Linked DNA regions of Mus musculus: region 2 is linked to region 1. The links are chromatin contacts, called in public HiChIP or PLAC-seq maps. All regions are on one chromosome and are shown on one strand. Each heading gives the region's core, a stretch centred on a gene start, on an enhancer-like site or on the middle of the called end of the contact. The rest is flanking DNA. Distances are from core to core; before and after follow the strand shown.

The links. HiChIP or PLAC-seq counts read pairs in DNA pulled down with a chosen protein or histone mark.
Region 2: an H3K4me3 HiChIP or PLAC-seq map of craniofacial prominence shows a contact between it and region 1, with 4 times the contacts expected there. The contact joins the enhancer-like site here to the promoter of Dhx40 in region 1. A contact is called at or near these places in 3 of 39 promoter capture datasets (Sertoli cells, cancer-associated fibroblasts and macrophages), 1 of 15 datasets of contacts at CTCF or cohesin (the NIH/3T3 cell line), 21 of 484 Hi-C or Micro-C datasets (bone marrow-derived macrophages, cerebellar granule neurons, cerebellum and 13 more), 14 of 115 datasets of contacts at active chromatin or transcription factors (bone marrow-derived macrophages, craniofacial prominence, embryonic basal ganglia and 11 more) and 4 of 9 other capture datasets (adipose tissue, liver, macrophages and 1 more).

Annotation. Positions count from the first base shown.
Region 1 is chr11:86,806,248-86,809,689 of GRCm38.p6, forward strand. Dhx40 (DEAH (Asp-Glu-Ala-His) box polypeptide 40) reads right to left here and starts at 1,413. Exons shown (of 18, transcript NM_026191.2): 1 at 1,191-1,413; 2 at 213-380. The coding sequence starts at 1,302.
Region 2 is chr11:87,008,496-87,011,936 of GRCm38.p6, forward strand. No RefSeq gene overlaps it. Among named protein-coding and RNA genes, the nearest start is that of Ypel2, 16 kb to the left of the region's middle. Within about 2 kb of position 2,191, at least 73 of the 459 cell types and tissues checked have an H3K27ac peak or open chromatin away from gene starts, as enhancers often do. A contact at or near this core is called in bone marrow-derived macrophages, craniofacial prominence and pancreatic cancer cells, where this site is marked.

The DNA of each region.
Region 1 (3,442 bases), core at 163-2,662:
TTCTATTATTATTATTATTATCATTGTAGTTTAATATGTCACCCCAACAATTCCGGAGCCTGAAATAAATCCAGAAAGCCAAGGAGACATAGGGAGGCTAAGGATCTGACAAAGCAACGCAGCAATGGGCATTTGCACACTACAGTACTTTCATTAAAATTTAAAGAATTTCTCTCTTTAGTGCTTCCAGCTTTATCCAAGAATAAAATTACCTGCTTCATAAAGGTATTTAGGGAGTTGAGTTGTTTTACCACTTCCTGTATTTCCAGTAACGATGAGGAACGAGTTGTCCCTCACAGCTTGAATGAGCTTTTTTCTTTGTTTCTGAATAGGAAACGTTGGAGTTGTTCCTCCCTCCTGTGATGTGCATCCTTTCTCTTCTGTAACAACACAAAAACAATTGTGCAATGAAAACACCTGAGAAGAGCTCTCTGACAATGGCTCAGACCTGAAAGAAGAATGCACAGGAATCGCACAACGGGAAAGATCAATCTATGACTTTTCAGTTACGTCAACCATGTACAAATCACACGTGAAAGTTTATAAACTCAGAATAACTTTTTTTGGTAAAATCAAACAACTTCAACATTGTTGATGTGTAACTCGCCGTACTTGACAAAGTCAGTCAAGCACAAGACAACGTGTATGTATGCATACCTACCTGGAAAAACTAAACTCAATTTTATTAAACAATAGATCAACAACCTGAGCACAGCAGAACAACTCTGAGAAGAAGAAGAAGCCACCTGTATTTGCTTCTGATTCACAGTTCAAGTTAGGTCCCTGTTCAGAGTGACTGATATCCCAGAAGGCCAAGTGGTGGGTAACCATGGAAACTGGCTCCTGGAAACGGGCTCCCTTCATACCGTACCCAAAGGCAGGCTGGCGGCCCGACGAAGGGGAGGGGGATGAACGGGTAGAGAACAAAGGCTTTATGAGGCTGTAGAACAGCAGAAGGCATTTGGGCGTTCGGGTCCACTTTCTTGCCCCCCAGAGAGGTTCTCACCCAACTTGGGTTTGGGACCGCCCCCTTCTAAGCCAAAGTGCTCACTGGACGCAAAGTTCGTCGTCTGGCTTAAAAGACCAAAAGAACGTCTAAGCTCCCTTCCCACCTCCTCTGCCGCCCACAGATGTACTTTTCGCCCCGCAAATAACTCCCTCCGGGTGCCACAGCGTCCCGCGGACCGTACCTCTGTCAGCGATGCGAACAGCTGACGGCCGCTCTTCCTGGAGCTCTATTGGCCGCTCGCCTTCCTCCTGCCGCCTTGGCGCCCTGCCCGCGACGGCGGGAAACCGGGACATAGACCCGGTCCGGAGAAGAAGCGAACACGTCCACGGAGCCGAGGAGATGGGAGGGGAAAGGCGAGGACGCGCCCTGATGACGTAGGGGTGTTTACTTCCGCGCGTGCGACTGGCTGAGAGGGGTGGGGGAGCGGCTCGATGACGTGGCGGCCTCTGCTTGGACGCGCACGGGCCCGCGCTCCTGGGGGCCCCGAGGCACCACCCCCAAGGAGTCCCGCCCATCGCCACGTGCCTCCGCCACCCGCGAAGTCACACCTGAACACCTGAGGGCCAGGTCACAGTTTGTCCAGTGTGGCCCTTAGTCACCACAGCATCCCCACAAGTCTTGCCTATCTCCAGATACCAGTTGAATGACCCTTTCCCAGGAGCCGAAGCCATCCTACAGTGTGACCTTGGGCAACTCACTTCCCTATCGTCCTATCAAGACACATAGTGCGGTCCAACTTGTAGTTCTGTAGTTTTCAAAACTTAGATTCCCATGCTGTTTCACTTCCTTCATGGAACCCTTCATTTACATTTATTTGCATATTTTCCATACCCTCCAAGAAGCTGGGAAGACACACATGATCCAGACTTCCGGAACACTATATATTGTACACCCAGCAGGGAGCAGTGATTTGAGGTGGACAATAGGGTTTGTTGAGGATAGATGAATGAATAACATCTGGGTTGTTGGTTGATTTTTTTTGTTTTTTTCGAGACAGGGTTAACATCTGTTTTAAAATAAGTTGACTTTTAGTGGAAGTACGTTCCTTAGAAAACACAACTGCTGAAAATTCTACAGATACACATTATCTGAGGTGGTGTGGTTTACTTATTTTTAAAGGTATGTTGGGGACTTGGTGTACAGTTCAGTGGTAGAATACTTATCTACGATATGAGAGACCCTGGGATTCAATACCCAGTACTTTATCAAAGCTGAGTGTGGTCCTAACACTTGCGAGGCAGAGGCAAAAGAGTTGCTGTGAGTTCCGGGTTACCACCAGGATAATTCTGAGAATGAGACTCTGTCTCAGAAGAGGAGGTGAATAAAGGGGAGAGGGAGAAAGAAGGGAGAGGAAAAGAGAAGGAAGGAGGGAGGGGGGGAAGAGGGGAAAAGGGAGGGAGGGAAGGAGGGGGGTTCTTGGACTAGTCCTTCAGTGATAATGCCAGCTGATTTTCTGAGTTGAGTTAATTATGAAAAAATGTGAAGAAACCTGCTTCTTACACTTAAATCACTATGTAGCCCAGGATACCCTAGAACTCATGATCTTCCAGCCTCAGCTACCCAAGTGCTAAATTACAGATATATGTGACCTTGTCCATTTGCTTCTTGCACTTTTCAGTAGTTCCTGCTGTTAAAATTAATCATGGTTTATAGGAAGGCAACATAAAACTACCATTCACTTATCAACCCAAGACCAAACTAGAAAAGATGTAAGATGTTACAAGAATCCAAGACTTTGCTTTAAAACGTACATGTATCAACTCCTTTTCAACGTAACTGATCAACAACTCCTTTAATGCAAGTTTATCAGAATTTGAATGATAGCAAGTCAGGTGTAACTTTCTAACGGCTGAGGCAATAGCCCTAGTGACAGGAGAACATTTTAGATTTCTCCAAAACATTAAAACCATCTCTGAACCTTTCGATTTCTATTAGTAATTCAAACTATTATGTCAGAAGAGATCAAAATATACAATTGTAGTCAGACCATGAAGATATTGGTGACCTCTGTAACTGAGCAACAGACCAGCTATTTCACAAAGTCACTTTCTAAGAAAATAAGCAGAATCATTTCAAATCAGGAATTGTGACCATTTACTAAGCAATTTGTATTTAAATGATTAAGTATTTGATATATACAGTTTTGGACAAAGTCTCACTATATATCACTATATAGCCCTAGATGGCCTGAAACTCATTAAGTAGATCAGGTTAGCTTTGAGCTCCCAGAAGTTTGCCTGTCCAGGGATATGGGATTAAAGGTTAATATTCTCTGGTTTTCACGTGTGAGAAAGAAATTTCTGAAACTTCCTCTTGGTGATGAAAAAGAGAGAGATAAGAAACCTCACAATCATACTAACCTAATACTGGAATGAGAAGTGGAATTATTTAAATGAGGAGTGTCTTTCAGTGGTTGTAACTCTTAGAGTTGAC
Region 2 (3,441 bases), core at 941-3,440, 200 kb after region 1:
AGCCAATGGTGAGACTATGGATCTGGGGTCTTCTATCCATTTTACTCCTCTGCCTGTCCCTCATATTGAGAGCTGAACCTAGGGTCTTGCTAGGCAAGTAGTGTGCCACAGAGTACAATTCCTTCTCTGAGACAAAGTCTTCCTATGTAGCCCTGGCTGGCATGTAACTCACTATATAGACTAAGCTGGCCTCGAACTTACAAAGTGCTGGGATTAGACACATTGCCACCATATCAGATCTCTTTACCTTTTTTTTTTTTTTTCAGATTCTTTTGTAGCTTCTAGTAGATGGGATTGCAGGCCTGGTTTCTCTCTCTCTCTCTCTCTCTCTCTCTCTCTCTCTCTCTCTCTCTCCTGTGTGTGTGTGTGTGTGCATGTGTTTGTGTCCCCGTGTGTGTCCCCGTGTCTATGTGTCTGTCTGTCTCTTTCTGTATGTCTGTCTATCTGTCTCACCTCAACCTTGGTCTGTGCTAGAGATTGAACCTAGAGCCTCCTGTATGCTGTGTATGCTAACCTACCTGTGCTCCAGCCTGAAGATCTTGAGTTGTGTGTGCACACATTCATTCATGTGTGTGTGTGCGTATGTGTGTGTGTGCGCGCGTGCGTGGAGAGGCCAGAGGTGATGTCTTCCTCTCCTTTTTTTAGTTTTTCAAGACAGGGTTTCTCCTGGCTGTCCTGGAACTCACTCTGTAAACCAGGCTGGCCTCGAACTCAGAAATCCGCCTGCCTCTGCCTCCCAAGTGCTGGGATTAAAGGCGTGCGCCACCACTGCCCAATTTCTCCACTTTATTTTAAGACAGGGTCTCTCACTGAACCCAGAGCTCACTGATTCAACTAGACCTGCTGGCCGATGATCCAGCGATTCGCTTCTCCCTGCCCACATTGCTGAAGCTATAGACTCATTGCTCAGCTTTTACCCTGTGCTAGGGATGGAAGCTCAAGCCCTCCTGCTTGGGCCATGGTCTGGTTGTCGTTTTGATACAGGGTCTCACATTGTAGCTCAACAGTATGAGGGCCTCAAGATTGAGGTGGTCTCCTACCTTGGCTTTCCAAATACTGGGATTATAGACGTAAGCCACTATGCCCAGCTTAACTCAAGACCCTCTCTTCAGAAGAGGAATCTAGAGTCGGCACCGTGCTCTTCTCTGCTCTCTGCTGAGCCCTCTCTTACCTGCCTCCAAGTACTCCGCTGAGCAAGTCACAGAAAGACTGGCAAGAAGCCACAAAAGCAGAGCTATATTCCGCAGTGAAGCCTGTTATGGGGTGCAGGACACATCACCCTCAGAAATAACCCAGTAAGTAAGCTGGATGAGGGTCGTCAGCCGAAACTCATTTCTCGAAAGGAAATTAACGTCTGTCTCCAGCCTAATGAGGACCTGCGCTTCTGGCTTTTGTTGTTTTGTTTTGAAAACCGGGTCTCACTGTGTAGCCCTGGCTAGTTTGGAACTCAGGATGTAGACCAGGCTGACCTCAAATTCCCAGAAACCTACTCGCCTCTGCTGGGATTAAAGGCACAAGCCACCCCACCCCACCCTCCAGTTTCCTGGTTTTATTAACATTTGTTACAGTGAAGGCACCAATCAGTACATTTTTAAATCCAATAATTCCCATTTCCTGAGATTTTACGTAATGTTGTTTTTCTCTTCTTACTGGCATCTCAGCCAAAATATCAGGTTATAGTTTGTCAACTTTCTCTACTGTAGTTACACACACACACACACACACACAAATAAATCAATGTAACTTCTGTTTTTGTTTTTTTGTTTTTTGTTTTTTTTTTTTGAGACAAGGTTTCTCTGTGTAACCCTGGCTCTCCTGGAACTCACTCTGTAGCCCTGGCTGGCCTGGAAATCACATATCCACCTGCCTCTGCCTCCTGAGTGCTGGGATTAAAGATGTGTGCCACCAGGCCCAACCAGGTTTAGCTTTTGTTGTTGTTGTTTGTTTTTTTGAGGCAGGGTTTTTCTGTGTAGTCCTGGCTGTCCTGGAACTCACTTTGTAGACCAGGCTGGCCTTGAACTCAGAAATCCGCTTGCCTCTGCCTCCCAAGTGCTGGGATTAAAGGCGTGCACCACCACGCCCGGCAGCATTTTTTAAAAATAAAAACAGGTGTGTTCAGATTACCAAAAGAGAACAATTCGGTAGTTCCCACAACCCAATGCAAGACTGACTCAAATCATAATTAGGTCTAGGGAGACCTCCTGTGGTTAAACTTGGGTATAGCTTCCCAGTGTCCGCTTTCCAGGCCTGGTCATTCCTAATGAATCCAAGAGTTCTCTCTTCACCCCAACCAGCCTCAGGCAAAATCTAAGAACATTCTGGGAGCATCACTACCAGTAGAGGCCAGATACACGCTGAGCTTCCTATAACGTTCGGGATCACCCTGAAATTTAAAAATTTGAGGCCAAGAGCTGTGAATACAACTATAATGGAGAGAGCCAAAGATCCTCATTTTTGGGGGGGGGGGTGCTGGAGAGATGGTTCAGTGGTTAATACTACTGAATGCTCTTCCAGAGGTCCTGAGTTCAATTCCCAGCAACAACATGGTGGCTCACAACCATCTATAATGGGATCCGGTGTCCTCTTCTGGTGTGTCTGAAGACAGCTACAGTGTACTCATATATGCATAAAATAAATAAATCCTTTTAAGAAGGTTGTGGAGAGATACATTCTTTTATTTATTTAGGATTTTAAAAACACATTTTGTTTATTTTTGCTTTGCTTTGGAGACAGGGTCTCACAGGCTGTCTTAAACTTACTAGGTATTTCAGGTTAGCCTTGAACTTTTAGCAATCCTGCCTCAGCCTCCCGCAAGCTGGGATTACATTTCCCAGCTGTGTAAAACAGTTCCAGGGGATCTGAGAAGCTCACACAGATACACATGCAGGTGAAACACTAATGCACATAAAATAAAAATAAATAACTTAAAAGTTTCTTGATTAATGATCATACTCTGGCTTTAAAAAAATGTCCTTTTTTATTTTGTGTGTTGGGGTGCTGTGCACACATGCCATCATATGCCTGCCATCATATGCCATCAGTGGTCAGGGGACAGTTTGTGAGAGTCAGCTCTCTTCCACCACATGGGTTGCTGTCCTCACCCTGGACAGCAAGAAACTTTGCCTGCTGATTCATCTCGCCCTCCTCCCACCCCCACCCCACCCCCATCTGCTCTTTTTTTTAAAATTTATTTATTATATGTAAGTGCACTGCAGCTGTCTTCAGACACACCAGAAGAGGATACCGGATCCCATTACAGATGGTTGTGAGCCACCATGTGGTTGCTGGGATTTGAACTCAGGACCTTTGGAAGAGCAGTCGGGTGCTCTTACCTGCTGAGCCATCTCACCAGCCCCACTCTTTTTTTTTTTAAAGATTTATTTATTATTATATCTAAGCACACTGTAGCTGTCTTAACCTAACCCTGATGCACCAGAAGAG